4 separate regions of the Sus scrofa genome follow, and all the other regions are linked to region 3. The links are chromatin contacts, called in public HiChIP or PLAC-seq and promoter capture Hi-C maps. All regions are on one chromosome and are shown on one strand. The core of a region is the stretch at or near the end of the contact, and the rest is flanking DNA. Distances in the headings are between cores, read along the strand shown. Region 1 holds the start of TM2D3 (TM2 domain-containing protein 3). Region 2 holds the start of FAN1 (fanconi-associated nuclease 1). Region 3 holds the start of NSMCE3 (non-structural maintenance of chromosomes element 3 homolog). Region 4 holds the start of MTMR10 (myotubularin-related protein 10).

Region 1 (4,916 bases), core at 1,758-4,257, 890 kb after region 3:
GATAAAACTCTGCAAAGCTTTTGAATGTGGGGGACAATCTTATTTTCTAATAACATTATTCCTTAGGTTTTGTTTTTGTTTTTTGTTTGTTTGTTTGTTTTTTGTCTTTCTGCTATTTCTTGGGCTGCTCCTGCGTCATATGGAGGTCCCAGGCTAGGGGTCGAATAGGAGCTGTAGCCGCCGGCCTATGCCAGAGCCATAGCAACACAGGATCCGATCCGCGTCTGCGACCTACACCACAGCTCACGGCAACGCCGGATCATTAACCCACTGAGCAAGGGCAGGGTCCGAACCCGCAACCTCATGGTTCCTAGTCGGATTTGTTAACCACTGAGCCACGACGGGAACTCCTGTTTTTTAATTTTTGGCAGCCCGTGGCATACGGACCTCCTGGGCCAGGGATCAGATCCAAGCTGCAGTCTTCAACCTAAGCCAAAGCTGCAGCAATGCCGGATCCTTAACCCACTGTGCTGGGCCCAGGACTGAACCTGAGTCCCTGTACTCCCAAGACACCACTAATCCCCATTGTGCCACAGCAGGAGCTCCTTAGGTTTATTTTTGTTTTTTGTTTTTGCTTTTTGGGGCCACACCTGCAGCATATGAAGGTTCCCAGGCTAGGGGTCTAATTGGAGCTACAGCTGCCAGCCTATGTCACAGCCACAGCAACGCCAGATCCAAGCCACATCTGCAAACTATACCACAGCTCACAGCCATGCTGAATCCTTAACCCACTGAGTGAGGCCAGGGATCAAACCCACAGCCTCATGGTTCCTAGTTGGTTTCATTTCCGATGCGCCACAATGGGAACTCCAGTATTTTTTTTTTTTTTAACTAAAGTTTTACTGAAGTTCACACTGAAACTTTATCTTCTAAATCAGAATCATTAATTTGTTTTTACTAACCAACAACCACAAAAGAAGCAGCTAGTACTAAATACTGGATTACAGACAAATCAGTGTTGTGCAGTCTAGTTTCCTCTGTGGCATAAGAATTGCCATTTCAATGCTTCTAATTGACAAATTGAACCTATTTATCCTTAGAAAAAATAAACCCTCAAATAAAATGTGTTACATAGTGCTTCCAGTGTTTTACCTGTAAGTTTATACTGTAATAATTTTCTCCCCAAGAGTTGAAGTTAGTTTTTTTAAACTCAATGAATTTTATTACATTTATAGTTGTACAACTTTCATCACAACCCAATTTTATAGCATTTCCATCCCAAACTCCCAGCCCATCCCTTCAACCCCCAACCTGTCTCCTTTGGAAACTGTAAGTTTTTCAAAGTCTGTGAGTCAGTATCTGTTCTGCAAAAAAGTTCATTGCGTCATTTTTTTAAGATTCCACATGTAAGTGGAATCTTAAGTGCATTTGATGTAGGTGTCTCACTGTCTGACTAACTTCACTTAGCATGATAATTTCTAAGTGCATCCATGTTGCTGCTAAATTACTTTTTTGATAGGATGACATTCCACTGATTTATAGCTGCGAATGGATTTCTGATCTTCTTTTTTTTTTTTCCCCTTTTAGGGCCACATCTGCACATATGTAAGTTCCTAGGCTAAGGGCCAAATCAGAGTTTCAGCTGCCAGCCTGTGCCACATCCACAGCAACACCAGATCCAAGCTGCATCTGTGACCTACACCACAGCTTGGGGCAATGCCAGATCCTTTACCTACTGAGGGAGGGCAGGGACTGAACCCACATCCTCACAGATACTAGTTAGGTTCTTAACCCGCTGAGCCACAACAGGAACTCTTGGATTAGGGTTAGGGTTAGGGTTCTGATTTTAACTGAGAGGATCACCTTACTGCTCAGACAGAATTAAAATGTCTTTATGCCAGTAGTGAATTTAGCTGCCAATCAAGCAGGGTTTTTTTTGAGTGTTTATTTGGCTATATGATGTAGAATTCAAAACAAAGACATGCGCTCTCTTTTCTACACACATCATTTAGTTAGCTTCCTGAAGAGTTGGTAAACAAAACGGTACAGCTGACTGTGAACAACAGGGGTCTACTTATCTCTGGATTGTTTTCAGTAGTAAATACTAGTGTATGACATGACCCTACCCCAGGTGGTTCAATCTAAGGAGGTAGAACCACCAGTGGAGAGGAACTGGTTAAGGAGAGCCCATCCTCAGTTATGTGTTGGTTTTCCACCACACACACACACCCCTTTCCCTCAAGTCCTTCCAGTGTCAAGTGTATTATCTAACAGACCTGTGTGATGCTAGATTGTGAGACAGAACTTTTTAGGCTAACATTTACTGAGGTCAAGCACTACTCAATGTATTTCTTTCATTCACCAATCATACTAGTGAGGGAGGGTGTCAGAAGACTGCTAGGTGGGCGGGAAGAGGGAAGCCTATTTGCAGCCCTTGATCAAAGATGCTGCAGTGGGAACAGGTGCCCGCGAGCCTCAGGAGCCAGGGACCTAGGGAGCAGCTCCTGCCCCAGGACGGGCCTCCTTCAGGAGAGTTTGGGGCCTGAGACCAGCGGCTACACTTCCTGTTCGGCTTCTCCCTGTCTTTCAGGAACTTTCTGGAAGTGCTACACGTCTCTAAGGAGCTAGCCTGGGAGCATGGCGGCCCGTGGAGAAGGTGCTAGCTACACGCTGGCTGGGCCAGTCCTGGGGTCGCGGGGAGTGGGGTCTCAGGGGCCACCTGGCATGCCTGAGTTCCTTCCCAAACAGTTCGGGCCATTTTCCTCATCTATAAAAAGCACCTTTTCCGTCTGTCATTGAACCTTCGCACAGTACCGAGTGCACAGCAGCAGTTTTTGTCTCTAAACATACATATCTGGTCACGTGTAAATAGCGGCCAAATTTCCAATTTGCCCGCCTCTGCTTCCAGTTCCTCAGGTGTGGCTCTGGGTCCCAGGAGACCTGGCCTAGTGCCAAGCGCTGCCTACAGTTCTGCACCAGGGAGCTTCCGGTCGGGGCCAGAGTTTTCGGCGGGCGGCCGCGCCTGCGCCCAGGCCCCGCCCCTTCGGCGCGCCGGGACCACGCCCCTCGGCCCGGCAATCCCCACCCCCATCCCAATTCCGGAAGTTCGCGAGCCGAAAAGATGGCGGCTGTGGCTGTGCCGCTGCAGGGCTTGCGCCGCTTGTGTCGCGTGCTGCTGTTCCTCTCGCAGTTCTACATCCTGTCGGGCGGCGGTGAGTGAGGGGCCGGGACCCTGGAGTGGGGGGCGTCGGGTTGGGCCCGTGGGCGAAGGCTGGGGTGTGGGCAGAGGGTCGTCAACGGGCGAGTCAGTATGTTTCTGGACGCCAGCCCGCCCCTTGGCCAGGAACCCGCAGCCTCGAGCCTTGAACCTGGAGCCGGGGCCGAGGGCTCGGCCAGGGACGCAGAGCTGAGTCCCGGCGTCACGCTTCGTCTCCAGTTGCCCGCAGACCTAAATTGGTGTTTATCCCGTTGGGTTTCATCCTTCAGCTTTCGGGCTGTCAGGCCAAGAGGTTGCAAGCAGTTATTGGCCTGGTGGTTTACGGTCCCAGGATAACACGTTTCTCTAATTGTAGGGTCCTTAAATGTAGAGCCTTCGCAGCCGCTGGCTCAATCAGTCAAGGATCCGGGCCCGACACGTACTTTCACAGTAGTTCCCAGGGCAGCAGGTACTAGACATTTTACGTTCTAGTAAATGTGTATATTTGTATCTAGCGGTTCCTCCCTTTCTTTTTTGGGTAGTTTCTTTTAGAATATGAAATCACGTCCCATTCTTTTAACATTTCATACATTGCATTTTAGATTGCGTGAACCAAGGGCAAATACCGTAATTTTCTGTAGACAGTCTTGGTGTTTCTGAAGAGTACCTTTTGATATTCCTGCCTCATCTCTTTTCCTAAATTTCAAGGTTTTTTTTGTTTTGTTTTGTTTTTTTCACTTCATCCATCAAGATAACCTTCGACCATTGCCTCTTTCGCCTCAGAAAATTTCTTGTGCTTCTCAAACCCTGTTCCTGACATCGAATATTAAAGGCTCCCCCACAGCTGTATAAAATGAAGGGATGGGAGAGGGTCAGAGACTTGGCCTCTAAGTCTGGTGGTGCTGCTGGGAGCCGGAACAAATTATCCACTTTTTAGGGCTTATTTTCTCATCTTTAATTTAGTAGGGTTAACCCTCTGAAGTCATTTTGCTTCGTGATTCTAAGTGTACATCCTCCAACCATAATAGTAATAGGAACAAAAGAAAAGCTATAATAGATAGAATTGCCTACTTAGTGGTGACTTTAGGTAGAACTAGTTTTAAATGAGTATTTATTGTGTTTTGCTAAATGGAACCTCAGTTTCTCTAGTTTCCCACGAGCTTTGGTAGATAGAATTGCCTACTTAGTGGTGACTTTAGGTAGAACTAGTTTTAAATGAGTATTTATTGTGTTTTGCTAAATGGAACCTCAGTGTCTCTAGTTTCCCACAAGCTATGGTAGATAGAATTGCCTACTTAGTGGTGACTTTAGGTGGAACTAGTTTTAAATGAGTATTTATTGTGTTTTGCTAAATGGAACCTCAGTTTCTCTAGTTTCTTCACTTTAGAATTCCATTATTTTTTTTCCTTTTAATGATTTTTATTTTTTCCATTATAGTTGGTTTACAGTGTTCTGTCAATTTTCTGCTGGACAGCAAAGTGACCCAGTCACACATACATATATATACATACATTCTTTTTCTCAGGACCTTCTCTTCCACCATGCTCCATCACAAGTGACTAAATATAGTTCCCAGTGCTGTACAGCAGGATTACAGTTCCATTATTTGAATTGAAGCCGGCAGATTCTATAAAAGACCACTAGAAGATAGCAGCTGCACCCTCGGTACCTGGAAATTCGCAGGCTAGGGGTTGAATTGGAGCTACACCTGCCAGCCTACGCCACAGCCAAAGCAATGTGGAATCTGAGCTGCCTCTGCAATCTACACCACAGCTCATAA
Region 2 (4,763 bases), core at 181-2,680, 510 kb before region 3:
CCTGGGTCCCCTGGAGTGATGTCACCATTGTCAGCACACATTTCATCAAGGTGCCTGTTTAGGTCATATCTTGGCACCATTTTACTACAAACAGGGCAGGCAAGTTTGGCAGGCGGTACATTGTTAAAAAATGAAATAATAGAGTTAGACTCATTTTTTTTAGTTTTGCTTATTGATAAACTTCTACAAGGTCTTTTTTTGGCAGATTTCCCCACTGACATCATGAGTATTAGAGAAGCTGGGTGTTTCCAGGAGTAAAATACAGCATATCACTGGGGAAGAACAATGGTTTACTCTTACTTTCCTGACTTGAAATCATAAAAAGTGGGATTCTACTGGACTTCATGTTATTCATTTAGTCAATTTCTTCTTCCTACAAAATAAAAACATGCGGGTTAACAACATTTTTGTGAATTCAACTAAAAACCGGAAACAAAAACTCTAAAACGTGCAATGGCAAACTTGGTATGAGGAAAAACCGTGGACTCCGGGCCAGAAGACCCTCCTATCAGATGTCCATATCACCTCAGTGTGTCCCTTACCATAAAATGATGGCGTTGGACTTTGTGGGGATAAGTTTTTTGCTTTTGGCCGCGCCCTCGGTATAGGGAAGTTTCCCAGCCAAGGATGGAACTCAGGCCACAGCAGCAACCTGAGCTGCAGCAGTGACAACGCTGGACCCCGCTGCGCTACAAAGGCACTCCAGTTCTTTTTTTTTTTTTTTTTTTTTTTTTTTTCCGCTTTTTAAAAGGGCCGCGCCCACGGCATATTTAAGTTCCCAGGCTAGGGGTCCAACTGCAGCTACAGCTGCTGGCCTAGCCATAGCCACAGCAACGCCAGATATGAGCTGTGTCAGCGAGCACAGCTCGTGGCAACGCCGGATCCTTAATCCATTGAGCAAGGCCAGGGATCTAACCAGCATCTAACCAGCAACCTTATGATTCCTAATCGGATTCGTTTCCGCTGCGCCAGGATGGGAACTCCAGCTCTAACATTCCTAAAATTTAAAAATAACCGCTTTTTTTAAAAAGGCACATCTGACTATGCCAGTTCCTTTTCTAAAACCACTGCATTGTTAACTTTTTCTGGGACAGATAACGCCTACCCATTCGGGCAGCACAGGCCTGCAAGAAGAAAAGCTCCAAGTCGCAAGCCTCCGCCACACACTTGAAGGCCCCACCGTAGCCCCGCCCCCGAACATGAGGCTGGGGCTGAGCACCGCCCGCCCGCGCACCTGGGAGGCGCACCGGGGGTTCCACTGCCCGCCAGTCCGTCTTTCACCCCTTGCTCCTTCCCTCTCTCCCTCCTTCTTTCCCCTCTCTTGTCTCCCTCCCCTGTGCCCCCTCCCCTTTGTCCCTCCGGCAGTCCGGGCACCCCGAGGCGCGGATAACACCAGCTCAGCTGCCCCGCGCCTCCAACCCGCTCCACGCGCCAGGCATTCCCAGCTGCTCCCCGCGGCTCGGCCGCCACAGACTCGGCCAGCAGAGGCTCGAGTGATCGATCGTTCCTCCCTCTCCTCTTAAAGGCATCCTGCCCTCCAGGCAGGCTGAGCTGGCCGAGAGTCTATGAGACTCTTCGCACCTGGAGGAGCCCGGCGCCTGGAACGTGAGCGGGTTGCTGGTCGGAGAACATTCTATGTCTAGGGAAGGGGCATCCTGGGAGGAGATACAGGTGTGAACTCTACTTAGCCAGAAAGAAGGAAGACTCAGCAAGTGCTGGACATCTGCCAGCTGTTCTCTGAGATGCAGAGATGCTGTTCACAGATTCGCTGTTAGTAGAGATGCTATTCTCTGCCTAATGCAATAGATGCCTCAAGAACAAAGAAATAGATAAACAGCAACGCTGTTCGCAGAGATGCTGTTCCCTGCCGTAAGGCACAGGGAACTATATTCAATATTTTGAAATAACCTATAATGGAAAAGAATAGGAAAAAGAATACATATATATGTACAACACTTTGCTGTACACCTGAAACACTGTAAATCAACTATACTTCAATTAAAAATAAAAATTAAAAAAAGGGAATAATAAAATGTAGTCAGGTAATTAGGGAGTGGTGAATTTGGATATTTCTTACTTTTGTTTTCCATTTAGTTTAGTTTGTTTTAATATAGTTTTTCTTTGTTTTAATATAGCTTAATTTAATATAATGAGGTATAATTTAAAGTAATGGCTATATTTAACAACTGAAAAATTACTGTAAGTTTATCAGTCAGCCCTTGAGCACCAACAATGTTAACAAATGGGGGTCCAGGTGCTTACAAAATTATACTCACAAATGTCACTAGAAAGGAAAGTTACCTTGAATCAGAATGCCAACAATCTGGGGAGATAGTGGACTCAGTGTCTCCCCAAAACCACCTCCCAATATTCTGCTCTGCCGCAAAAGCTTTTAAAGGGAAAAAAGAAAGTGATCTCAGTAATCACAGAGATGGGGGAGTCAAGAGTCCTTGACATTCCTCACTGAGAGCAGGAATGTCACTTACTTTGGTCTTTCTCTAGATGCTATCTTGTTCATACAGGTTGTTTTCCAGAGATTACTGAAGGGGATGCTAGGGAAGAGATCTGGCCATCTGTTGTTACACTTTGTTTCTACTTCTTAGATCTACTGAACAAGTTAGGCAAAGTATTGTGTGATTAAAAGAATTGAATAGTGTGCTTGGGCTGGAGATAAGTAGAGCATACTGGTGCCTGGTTAAAAGTTAGTTACTGGGTTCATCGTGGCTCAGCGTTAATGAATCTGACTAGTATGCGCGAGGACTTGGGTTTAAGCTCTGGCCCTGCTCAGTTGGTTAAGGAACCAGCGCTGCAGTGACCTGTGGTCTAGGTCCCAGACTGGGCTGGGATCTGGCATTGCTGTGGCAGGGGTATAGGCTAGCAGCTACAGCTCCAATATGCCCCCTAGCCTGAGACCTTCCATATGCTGCAAGTGTGGCCCTAAAATGACAAAGAAAAAAAAAGGATTTAAAAAAAAACAAAAAACAATGAATCTATCTACAGAAAAAAGAAACAAACTCATGGACATGGAAAGCAGACTTGTGATCGCCAAGGAGAAGGGGGCAGGAGTGGGATGGACTAGGAGTTTGGGGTTAGTAGATGCATATTGCATTTGGAGTAAATAAGCAATGAGATTTTGCTGTATAACACAGGGAACTATATATATAATCACTTGTGAGGGAACATGACAGAAGATAATGTGAGAAAAAGAATATATATGTGTGTATGACTGGGTCACTTTGCTGCACAGTAGAAATTGACAGAACATTGTAAACCAATTATAATAAAAAATTTTTTAAGTTAATTTCAATGTGGCTTTGCTAGAGTAACAAGGAATGGGGCTTCCTGCGTAGGGCAGTTTCCTACAAAGAGCTGCTTGCAATACCAGCTGGTTCCAGCACCCAATGAGTGATCCAGATGGAAGTTTTCTGAGGCAGAATCCCCTGAGAGCTTTCCTCTACCACTGCCTTCAGCAGTGGTCAGCACTGTATGATTACTCCATGAATATGTGTCAGATGAATCCATGAATGAATAAACAAACCAAAGAGAAAAGGGTATGAACAGGGACCTCACTGACAAATATGTATTGAGTGCTTCCCTTGTACCATGTTCTGGACACTGAAGATATGGCCGTGAACAGAAAGAGAAATGGGGAAAAATTCTGCCTTCATGGAGAATACATTCTGTTGGAGGAAGATGGAGAAAAACAAAATATAAAATCATGTAGAGAGCTTAAAAGAAGAGTACTGATGAAATAAAATTCATATTTTTATGGCAAAATTTATTTAATTTAATTTATTTATTTTTGGTCTTTTGTCTTTTTAGGGCTGCACCCACGGCATGTGGAGGTTCCCAGGCTAGGGGTCCAACTGGAGCTGCAGCTGTCAGCCTATGCCACGGCCACTTCAACGCCAGATCCGAGCCACATCTGCTACCTACACCATAGCTCACAGCAACACTGAATCCTTAACCTACTGAGCAAGGCCAGGAATTGAACCCGCAACCTCATGGTTCCTAGTCAGATTCATTTCTGCTGTGACATGATGGAAATTCCCAAGATGAGAAAAATTTAAACATAAAATTTTTCTTTGCCCATTTGGGCCTTTTTTTTTTTTTTTTTTTTTTGGCCACACCCCAAGACATGTGGAAGTTCCCTAGCCAGGGTCCCATGCCACAGCAGTAACCCAGGCCACTGCAGTGACAATGCTGGGTCCTTAGCCTGCTGAGCCACAAGGGAGCGCCCAAGCCCCCCCTTCCCTTTAGTGTGTATTGTGCGTCTGCACATCCTTCTTAATCTACTTAATCTTCTAAACATCCTTCTTAATCTACTAAGAGGACATGACAACCCACTACTCACTTTGTTTGCATAGATCTGGATTTCGTAAAGTCTCGGTAATACCTCTGTCTCAAAAACTTATGTTACTGTGCTTTGACCTTTAATGATAACTGTTCTTGGAGCTTTCTGAGAAGCTGTTCTCGGTTTATTTATTTATCGATTTATTTATTTTAAAATGACTTTTATTTTTTTCCATTATAGCTGGTTTACAGTGTTCCGTCAATTTTCTACTGTACAGCAAAGTGACCCAGTCGCATATTCAAATATACATTCTTTTTCTCATATTATCCTCCATCATGCTCCATCATAAGTGACTAGAGGAGTTCCCGTCGTGGTTAACGAATCCGACTAAGAACCATGAGGTTGCGGGTTCGATCCCTGGCCTTGCTCAGTGGGTTGAGGATCCAGCGTTGCTGTGAGCTGTGGTGTA
Region 3 (4,959 bases), core at 1,759-4,258:
TTGGGTGGAGCAGAGCAGGTCATTTTGCTTTGTGTGCTGCAGGAGAGGGACTGAAAGGCAAGGGCCTCAGGGTGTGGTGCTAGAGCCCAAGCTTTAGAAGGAGGGTGGATGCCCAGGGCAGTTCTGGTGGGATGTCAGCTTCCCAGTACGGAGGAAAGGGCATCCCACACAGGAGGGTGTGGCAGCCAGAAGAGACTGGTTATTTACAGGCAATTGATCAAATAATTATTAGAAGGATTAAAGGATATGAATTTCTTACTGTTCGAGAAGTTAGGTACAGATAGAACAGTACAGATAGAACAAGGGAGAAAACCATAATAAACACTACGGTATAGAATGGATATGCTATTATCAATGTAATGTCATAGTTTTCAGTAGATGATAGCTAGATATACAAATAGACAAAAAGACTAACTTTGTCATGTAGAGGGCTAGAAGCAAGGATACTTCTAGAAGGCATGAGGAAACCTGGCAACCTTGTTTCTGAATTCGTTTCCATCCAAAAGGAATCAGAGCTCTTTGGAGAAAATGGCTGAGAGGTCTGTGGCAGGGAAAATTCAAGTTAAGGCTGAATGATCTTTTTGTGCCAGAAAGTATGGAATTGCTCAAAGAATGATGGGGGCAAGTAGAAGACACAAAAGCCAGCTTTAAAATGCTCCCAGTGGCAAACAGGGACAATTTGGGTATCAAAATAAATCGTGACAATAAAAGACTATAATGAATCTATACAGATAAAAGTGAATAAACTGAAATTTTGGTGAGGAATACAATATTTACAAAATCTCTGTCTCCACACAAGTTGCTTGTTTGTTACAAAGGGAAATGGAAAATTTCAAAGTGTAGAGGAATGGCAGAAACCACCTTAACCAAAGTGATCAAAGTTACAAAATAATAGGACAAATTGAAAACTAAATAGATAATGAAAGAAAACCTTCAAAATTTTTTTTTGTTGCTCCATACCAAGAATAAAAAACATATTTAAACAAACTTTTAAGGAACAGAGCAACAACTAAAATCCCCCACACCCAGCATTGTGCCAAGAACTTCACACATATTTCCATATCTAAGTATCACATCACACACAATACAGGCATCATCAACCCACTTTACAGGTGAGGAAAAATCTGTATACATCTTAAGTAACATGCCTAATTCATATAGCTAGTTATGCAGAAGTAGAATCTGAATCCAGATAGTTTGCTTCCCAGGTAGGCATGGTTAATCACTAATGGCTTTATCTTTTCTGTAACCCACTGAAAGAAATACATTTTACATCGTGATATGCACATACACAAATAAAACAATTTCCACAAAACACTATTTACCTTAATGCTATGTAGCAAAAAGTGTTTTTTGTTAAGATGCCTGTTTTCAGTCATGAAATTAATTTCTCGACTTATGGTTAAAAAAATGCACAATGCTGCTTCAAAACACAGTATTTATTGTAACTATAGTAGCCAAAAAAGGAAAAAAATAAATGTAACTAAAAGTCAGCCACACAACCTAGTAGTAATTATCGAGGTAAAGTTATTTGGGAAAAATACAGCATGTACATTACTTAGAATGATTCATAACGCTTACATACATAAAAAATACATTCTAAAAGTAGCTATGCTAAATTTAAAAAGGGATATAGGCAATTACATTTTATAGACTTTTATTGTTTCAATTTATAGACTTTTATTGTTCCTTTCAAAGTGGGGTCGTCAAGAGGCCAGGTAAGAGCCATTTCGTGCTTTTATTTCCTTGACATCAAAGCAACTTACTGACGTGTTCTTTCTTCAATATCTATTTCCAGATCATGGTACAAAGTTTTCCAATTAGCTTTAGAAAGCTAGCGAGATTTTTATACCAAAAAACACAGACAATAAATCAAAACAAATCGTCCGTTAATATTTTTATAGGTGAAAATTTGGAACCAAGGAACTTGCAATATAAGTCGGCAAACACATCCTAAAACTACGCACATTGAAGCTTTAGCAGAAAGATGCACACACACCACACACACACACACACACACACACGCCCCCCACCCCCCCCTGGAGTCCCTCTGAGTCTCTCAGATTTCAAGAAGAAGGGGCTGGGCCACCTGTTGGGGGTCTGGCCCTGGCCTCCTCCTCAGCCAGAGCCTCACAGTACTGAGCCGGCCAGTCCTTGGGGTCCTGATTGTGGACTTTGGCCACGAACTTGAGCACCTTCATCTTGCTGGTCTCCAGGTTGGTGCGTGGGCCCCACTGGAGCTCGTAGTCCACAGGATCAGTGTGGGGGATGCGCCGGTACTCCAGATACCTCTGCCGCACGAAGTCCTCGGTTATAAGCTTCTTGGGGTCCCCGAAGATCAGGTGCTTCTTGGTGGGGTGCACCCCGAGGCGCCGCAGAAAGTCCCAGACCTCCGTCTCCTTGATGCTGTTGCCTTTCATAAAGATGAGCCCCAGCACGATCATCAGCAACCCGGTGGTAGGTGTGCCCTGGTCGCCGCGCACCTCGGCGTCCTCCTCCACCGGCTCCAGCGTGTTGACCAGGATGTAGGTGTTGCTCCGGGGCTCCAGCTCTACCAGCCGGTACCCGAACACGTACTCCAGGCGCTCGGCTGCCAGCCGGAGCAGCTCCGGGAGGACGTCTTTATAGTCTCCGACCACGTGCTTCAGGATGTCGGTGCGCCGGATCGGGATCTTCCTCTGGTCCTTGATCAGCAGGAACTGCACGAGTTCGGCCACCTTCAGCTCCAGCTGCTTCTGCGACCGGGGCCCCGGCGCTGGGGAGGCCTCGGCCCGCCGGCCGCCCTGCGAGGAAGGCCCGCGGGACGTGCTCGGGACCTCCTCTGCGCCGCCGCCTCCTCCCCAGTCCCGCTCCCGTTCTGCCTGGGTGCCGGCGCGGCCGCGACTCTTCGGTTTTTGCGACATATCGCGGCGGCGGGCCCCGGACGGCGCGGACTCACAGTAACCGGCGGCTGCGAGATTGCGGGTAGGCGCGCAGCTGGTCCCGGCGGCCCGGGGCGGGGCCACGGGCGCGAGTTCCTCACGGAGGCTGCGCGCTGCGTCAAGAGGGCTGCGCGCTACGTCACGGAGTTCGCGCCACGTCTTGTGGGTAGGTCGGAGCAGTGGCCTTTTGGCAGTCAGGAAAGTGGGGTCTTTGCTCAGCCTTGGCGGTCCCTATGGCTTCTTTTATTATAATTAAGGATTGTCCTTACCAAGCCAAGCAGATAGAGAACAGGAAACAAAGCCCCTAACAGAGCGACTAGGACTACTGAGAGTAAGTATGACGAGTTCTCAAGTCGGAACTTGTTAGGTGAAGGAAACTCCGAAGGTGAATGTGGGAGAAAAACCGCGGAGAGCGTGAAAGGAAAGTGAAAGCATTTCTTTTCCATTCAAAACTAGATGTAAAAGGAATGAAAAACCATGAGGACTAGTTTGCTTTCACCAATCCCTCCTAACCGTTTCCCAAGAGTTACTTTCTCTAAAGCCTGTTTAAAACAGTCTCTTTAAAAACAAAGGTAACAACAGACTTGCCTTTTCACTATTTCAGTGTCGATATTGTGTACATATAAATACCATCAGCTGGACAACTTCGCGAAGCCGCCCCATAAATCACGTTTAATTGGAGTGTTTTTGCTTGGTCAAGGGAGTTTATCTTTTATAAAGCACATGCTCATGAAAATCGCCTTGGTCCCACAACCAGAATTTTAGCAGAAATGGGTGAGAGAAAGCTACCAACAAAGATATGCGCTCTCAAGAGGTTGCCGTTTAATTTTAGGCATCCTGACCAAGAACTGCAATCATGGACTGCCTTAATAGATCAGCCTTAAGGGCTCAATGTGAAAGTTAGGAGAACCCAAGGGTAGCATCCCTTATAATCTATTAAATGTGCAAAAAAAAATATATATATATATATATATATACATATATATATACACACACATAGTGCAACTTTAATAACCAACATGAATTGTTTCATTAACTCAAACCATTTGCAGTCTGCTGCCTTATTTCCACGGATCTTAGCAAATGCCTTTCTTTAAAAAAATTTTTTTTCTTTCGTTTTTTTGTCTTTTTGTCTTTTTAGGGCCGCACCCATGCATATGGAGGTTCCCAGGCTAGGGGTCTAATCAGAGCTGCAGCTGCCAGCCTACACCACAGCAACGCCAGATCCAAGCCGAGTCTGCCACCTACACCACAGCTCAAGGAAATGCTGGATCCTTAGGCCACTGAGTGAGGGCAGGGATGGAACCCAGACCTCATGGTTCCTAGTCAGATTCATTTCTGCTGCGCCACAATGGGAACTCCAGCCTTCCTTTTCTATTTAGTGACTTGCAAAGAAGAAACTGAGTTTCCCATTTTGTCTTTTTTAAAGCTACCAGAAAGTGGGTAAACTCTTCAAAGAACCAAATCAAATTGAGTTCCTCTTTAATGCAAATATATTCCAAGGAAAGTAATTCAAAACACATTATTTGAATAATAGCATCAAAACACAGCCTTATTAAAATTTCATTAAATGTTAGTAGCATAAAATTTTTGTTGTAATTCAGTATGAAAATGCCATCTGATAATGGCGCAGTATTAAATGTAAAATATTCCATGTTGTAGTGCAAGTATGCTAAAATCTGCTAAACTATGAGTAATAACTTTCTGTTCCACACAAGATCTAACAATATATCCTCAAGCATCAATCTTAATGGCAGAAGCCTGCTAAGAAAAACAAATATATCATCAAGGCATTCATTTTGTTTCACAATGAGAAAATTCATCTGCTTCAACTTTCTTGCAAATTAAAATTTAAACCCAAGTTCAAAGAAACCTCCTACAATTGAGAATTCTGCAAAAGGTCCCTTCAGAAGGATCAGTTGTACCCCGACTTAGAAAAGGAAAAAAAATAGCAACCAAGAGATAACAGAAAAATAGGAAATAAGACAAAAACCACTGTCAACAATTGGGCTGGTTTTTTAGTGTTTTGTTTTGTTTT
Region 4 (5,280 bases), core at 27-2,526, 610 kb before region 3:
AATGGAATCATATGTTACTCAAGTTAACCAGAAAGATCAGTGGAGTTCTGGATCCAGGACCCAAGAAAAAGTAACTTGTGAATCTTAAACACTTAAGTTTTTTTAGTGTTTCCATTAACATTTGTCAGTATGATTCATATGGCCACATTGGAGCTTCCTGGTGACATTTTTTATAAAACGTTGGATTAGGGATTTATTCTTCAAAGTGTGAGAAGAATCTAGTCTCAACTAAGATTTACAAGAAGGTAACATCACTAACCCCCTTCCACCAAAGGCTGCTTCAGTTCGGAATTCTGTTAAAGAGTTCAGAAATGGCCCGTGCTTGATGTGCAGAAATTCTTCTGCTCTCTGCAATTAATGGCCAGAATATTCAGGCCATAGCCTAAGGAAGCCCTTCACACCGCTAAGGACTCATTCTTGCTGAGCTTTTAATTATTTATCTACTTGCTGTACCTTTGCATGTGAGGATAGGCAAGAAAAAACAGGAAGGCGACTTTCTTAATATCTGTTCACACTTAAGTTTAACAACGAGGCTAGGAGTTAAAATAAACTGAGCTGTCCGGGTTGCTGACATCGTCCTGTGTCAACAGCGCCCATGCCCACGCCAGCCTCAGCACCCCACGGAATTGAGCAGCAAGACATCTCAGTCACAAAGCTTCACGCTAAAACAAACAGACCAGGTGAAGGAAGAAAGTCTTCCCTGGTGTGGGACCTTGAAGGGACCGAGCTGACCGTTTGATCCCGGTCACTGTCAGCTGTCCTGGGCCACTTTCCCGGGGCCCGTCCCTCATCCGCTGGGCGCAGACAGCGTGACCCGCTAAGCCTGGGGCTCCAGAGTCCTCTGTCCCTCACCCCCACCCCAGCTCCTCCCAAAGACTGAAAACAACAATCCCCGCGTGAGCACGGTGACTAGAGACCAGCAGTGGAAGGTGCTGTCTCAGGAAGAGCGGAACTGCGGCGCAGTAGCTATCAAAGGGAGCCTCCAGCTACCGCCGTGACCCCGCAGGCCGCCATGACCCCTGCCAGCCGCCGTAGGTTCTCGCCGGCCGCCGAGGACCCTGCCGGCCGCCGTAGGTGCGCCCCTACCCCGCCCAAGCGGGGTTCTCAAGATGGCTCCCGGGCCCCGCTCCCCCCGGCACCCTAGCTGAGGGCTGGGCAAAGGCACTCTGCGTAGGCCTCGCGTTCCGGCGCCGGCGCGGCCTAGAGGTCGGGAGCGGCCGGCCGCCGGCCCTGCGCGTGCCTCTCGCCGGGCGGGGTGGGGCGGGGCGCCGGGCCCCTTCCGGGGATGGGCCCCGGCTCCTCCCCGCTCGGGCGGGCGCTCCGCCGAGTCTCCGCCCGTCAGCCCTCCCGGCCCGGCTGGCCGCAGACCGTGCCAGGGCGGCCGCACTGGGAGCTCGCAGCCCGCGGGCGTCGGGAGGCGGGTCCCGGGCCGCGACCCGGCCCGGCGGAGCGAAGCCGGTGGCGGCACCATGTTCTCGCTCAAGCCGCCCAGACCCACCTTCAGGTCCTACCTCCTGCCGCCCCCCCAGGTAAATATCCCTCTCCCCCGGGACCTTCTCCTCGCGCTTCCGGGGAGCCGCGGGCCCGCCGGGGAGCGGGGGAGCCCGGAGGTTGCCCTGTCCCCCGACCCCACCCCGGTTCCCCGTCCTCTGTCCCCAGTTGCGCGGCTGCCCGACCTTGGCTCGGGGAAGCGCGCCTTCCTGGGAGCCCCACTGGCTCCTTGGAAACTTGCAGAACTCCGCCGCAGCCATTCCCTCCCCCCAAGACCCCCGGGAGCGACGGAGCAACCGGAGCCGGATTTATTTAGCCCTTTGCTTGGCGACAGTCCCTGCTGTGACCGCCAGCTGATTACATCGCCTGTGGGCACTTAGTGGAAGAAGTCACGCACCTGTCTTAAAAGTGAACACCTGGAAGCGGCTTAGGCGCTTAGAGTGTTTTTATGCTCAGACTCTCAATTCCATTATGAGCAGACCTTTCTTTAAAAGAGCTGGGTGAAAATGTGAAAGAATTTAAGGGGGGGATATGTATCATCACTTAGAAAACTAAATTTGCTTTAGTCTCTCACAGGGAAAAAAAGATTTGATTTTGATTTATTTTGCTAATGTATTTCAGACTGACGATAAGATTAATTCGGAACCGAAGATTAAAAAACTGGAGCCAGTTCTTTTGCCAGGTAAACATGAGGGTTCTAATAGATAATTTAGTGGTGTGTTTTGGTCTAAGACTCTTCTATCAGCTAGTACCATGTGGTTAACTTTCCTCATTTACTTTAAAGTTTAGCAAGTTAAAAATCTAAGACTGAGGAGGGAGGGAAAAAGTTGGTAAGATGTAAACAACAGCAACAAAAAGTAGTGTTAAATGGGTATTTGCCCTTGAAAATTGACGCATCATAGAAAACTGTCAAGAATATCACTCTTATTTCCTCTTTTGTCTCCTGAAATGTGCTTTTTGAAAGCTATCATTAATTGCTTAGGTAGTGAAAGAACTGTCTGCAAATTCATGCAGGAATGGTTAATAGATCATCATTTTAACAGTATGAAAAGCAACTTTTATTATGTTTGGGTCTCTATACCAGTGATAGAGCTTAGTGACCTTTGAATTACTTACTTGGCAATTGTTTTTTGAAGGTGTCAGCTGTGTTTGCAGATCTTCTTGTTTCAATTTAGAATGGGGTTTCCCAGCAGAGACACTATAGACATTTTGGGCTTGACAATTCTTTGTTGGAAGGATGTCCTGTGCATTGCAAGATGTTTAGAAGCATCCTTGGTCTCTACCCAATAGATGCCAGTAGCATCCCCTCCTTTACCTCCCACTTATGAGAAGCAGAATGTCTCCAGACATTGCCAAACCCTTTTATTTTAGGGGCAAAATTTTCTCCCTGTGGAGAAGCACTGGTTTAACAAAATTGACCTTAGAGGTAGATGTAGGAATTGATGGTAAATAGGAGTTTCATTTTAAAGCATGTAAGATATTTATTTGATTGGTATTTTGAATTACATGACAAGTATATGTTTAAGAAAAGTAACTTGTTTAATATGCTTATTGGGGAAAGTAGCCAGATACTTAGAAAAACTTGATTTAAACCTGAAATATAACCAAATACCAGCTTGTGTGTCTACTGTCAACATGTAAAAATCTCAGTCATTACTTAATGCTAAATCTGGTAAAATGATTAGATAGGTAGTAATGGAACAAATATAAACACTTTAAATTTTGTCCTTTAAAATTTTTAATATTGAGTAGGAACAAACAAAAACATCAACCTATGGTTCCGTGTTATAGATGCTGACTTAAGATTGTTCTAAACTTTAGTATGGCTAGTTAGTTATAAATATTTTCCCTTTATTTTGTTAATGCTTTTTAGCCAAACAGTGTGTACTAAATAATCCTTTGTACTTTTCCTCAAGTGGACAATAGAATTAGTAACCTTTGCTCCCTGTGTGTGCTCTGTTTTGGTCTTAGTCACTCCAGGCATTTGAGAGTCAGCTGTGGCAAACAGTATTTGTTCTGAATGGTGCCTGTGAGCTCCTGAACTTTGGCTCCTTTTACTTTGTCTGAAGAGGCCCTGTTCTTAAGCTTTGATCCCCCTTCCAGTATTACTGTTTGACACTACTAAACCACATGGTCTTAGCTACAACTGAGAGTGCTTCATTTTTAAAAATTAACTTTTACATTTAAGATGTGCTTGTGAATAATGTTACTAAATATCAGTAAGCTCAAGGAACTTTACATTGTAGGAGTATCTGTTCTATAGAATTAACTAAGACCTTACTTTTCTGTTAAAAAGTCAGAGTTTTCTTGGGAAGATGTAAACCCATTTCTTAATGTAAGTGGTTACTTATCTTTGAAATTGAAGCTGGAGTTCCCTGGTGGCCTAGCACTTAAGAATTCTGCGTTGTCACTGCTGTGGCTCAGGTTCAGTCCCTGGCCCAGGAACTTCAGCATGTGACAAGTTTGGCCAAAAAAGAAAGGAATCACAGCTAAGTCTGGATCTTCTGACCCATGTTAGCTTTTCTTCATTGGCTCCATGTATGCATACATGATGGCTTTGGCACCCAGCATTTTCTTTGCACCAGCCTATTCCTCATAGACCATTGAGTCAATCCTAAATTAGTGTGTCTTTTGCCCTCCCTCCCCACCCCTTCTGTCCTTTCCTTTTCATCCTGGCCTTCCCACGCTCTTCCATGTTCTTTCTGTCTGGTCATCAGGTCATGGTCTCTGTGCCCTGCTTCACCTCTCAGGTCATTTCTCTGACCACTACTGGAACCTCTTGCTCCTTTTTTGGCCTGCAGCCCTACTCCTCTCTCCCTATATAATCTGGGGACGATGTGGAAAGTAACTGAAGCATTGGTAATCTGAAGATGTGGGCTCGGTCAGGGCTTTTACTAAGAGGGCTTAATAATAGAGTTCTGGCCTTCGTTATAGTCAGAAACCAAGAGAAAATTTGGCCAAGTCACCTGTGGCTTTACACGGGCTTAAGAAACAAGGAAGCAATTGTTCAGAGATATAGTACTGGATGTTACACTTTGGCACGATGCCTCAGCTTCAAGGATATCCTACTTCAGTTGCCCAAAGTTTGAACTTTTAATTCAATAAGCAGATGAAAATTTGAACACAAAATCACTTGTTTATTTGTGTGTGCTTGCTGAGTACTCTGGTGGAACTTAAGGAGGCCGGATTTAAAATGACATTCATTGGCCTTCCCGCTGTGGCTCAACGGGATGGGTGGTGTCTTGGTGAACCCTGGGACTCAGGTTTGATCTTCAGCCCCGCACAGTGGATTAAGGGTCTGGTGTTGCCGCAGCTGCAGCATAAGTTGCAACTGCTGGGTTCGTATCTGATCCCTGGCCCTTGAACTCCACATGCTGAGAGGTGGCCAAAAAATAAAATGACCTTCATCTTTTATTAAACAAAGGAAACAGAAAAACTGATGAGCAGTTTAATTTAGATCGTGTGTATGTTAGTAATTTCTAACTTGCCTGGTTCGTGGACTCCTTTTGGTTAAAGATTGTACCTGATTCAGCTTTGTGGCCCTGATATCTAGTGGGGTGCAGGGAGATGTTGGTTGCGTGAATGACAGAATGAAAGAACGCCTCAGATCACTTGCTTGAACTGCTCCCATAGCCATGAGACCCACTTTCATATTTAGGGATGAGAGGAAGACTTTTTTTGTGCCAAGTGTTTCTGCTCTCCCCCAGAGCCACACTTCTCAAAATTGTACCTGAGCCTGGAATTGAAGTATAGGGCTCTATTACAGCAGCCTGCCTCTCTCTTCATCTT

Evidence for each region. Promoter capture Hi-C pulls out the DNA fragments that hold promoters and counts their contacts. HiChIP or PLAC-seq counts read pairs in DNA pulled down with a chosen protein or histone mark.
Region 1: an H3K27ac HiChIP or PLAC-seq map of skeletal muscle shows a contact between it and region 3, with 4 times the contacts expected there. The contact joins the promoter of TM2D3 here to the promoter of NSMCE3 in region 3. A contact is called at or near these places in 2 of 2 datasets of contacts at active chromatin or transcription factors (alveolar macrophages and skeletal muscle).
Region 2: a promoter capture Hi-C map of liver shows a contact between it and region 3, with 6 times the contacts expected there. The contact joins the promoter of FAN1 here to the promoter of NSMCE3 in region 3. A contact is called at or near these places in 1 of 5 promoter capture datasets (liver) and 1 of 47 Hi-C or Micro-C datasets (embryonic fibroblasts).
Region 4: an H3K27ac HiChIP or PLAC-seq map of alveolar macrophages shows a contact between it and region 3. The contact joins the promoter of MTMR10 here to the promoter of NSMCE3 in region 3. A contact is called at or near these places in 1 of 5 promoter capture datasets (liver) and 2 of 2 datasets of contacts at active chromatin or transcription factors (alveolar macrophages and skeletal muscle).

What each region holds. Positions count from the first base shown.
Region 1 is chr1:145,356,686-145,361,601 of Sscrofa11.1, forward strand. It overlaps TM2D3 (TM2 domain-containing protein 3), which reads left to right and starts at 3,008. Exons shown (of 6, transcript XM_005652477.2): 1 at 3,008-3,152; 2 at 3,513-3,605. The coding sequence starts at 3,062. TARSL2 (probable threonine--tRNA ligase 2, cytoplasmic) reads left to right here. Exons shown (of 18, transcript XM_021084977.1): 18 at 1-1,077.
Region 2 is chr1:143,960,227-143,964,989 of Sscrofa11.1, forward strand. FAN1 (fanconi-associated nuclease 1) reads right to left here and starts at 1,431. Exons shown (of 14, transcript XM_021098761.1): 1 at 1,235-1,431; 2 at 1-373. The coding sequence starts at 224.
Region 3 is chr1:144,471,018-144,475,976 of Sscrofa11.1, forward strand. It overlaps NSMCE3 (non-structural maintenance of chromosomes element 3 homolog), which reads right to left and starts at 3,009. Exons shown (of 1, transcript XM_005659809.3): 1 at 1-3,009. The coding sequence starts at 2,903. The coding sequence ends at 2,067. The region is part of intron 2 of FAM189A1 (protein FAM189A1); the gene reads right to left.
Region 4 is chr1:143,866,470-143,871,749 of Sscrofa11.1, forward strand. It overlaps MTMR10 (myotubularin-related protein 10), which reads left to right and starts at 1,277. Exons shown (of 16, transcript XM_003121665.4): 1 at 1,277-1,529; 2 at 2,113-2,173. The coding sequence starts at 1,470.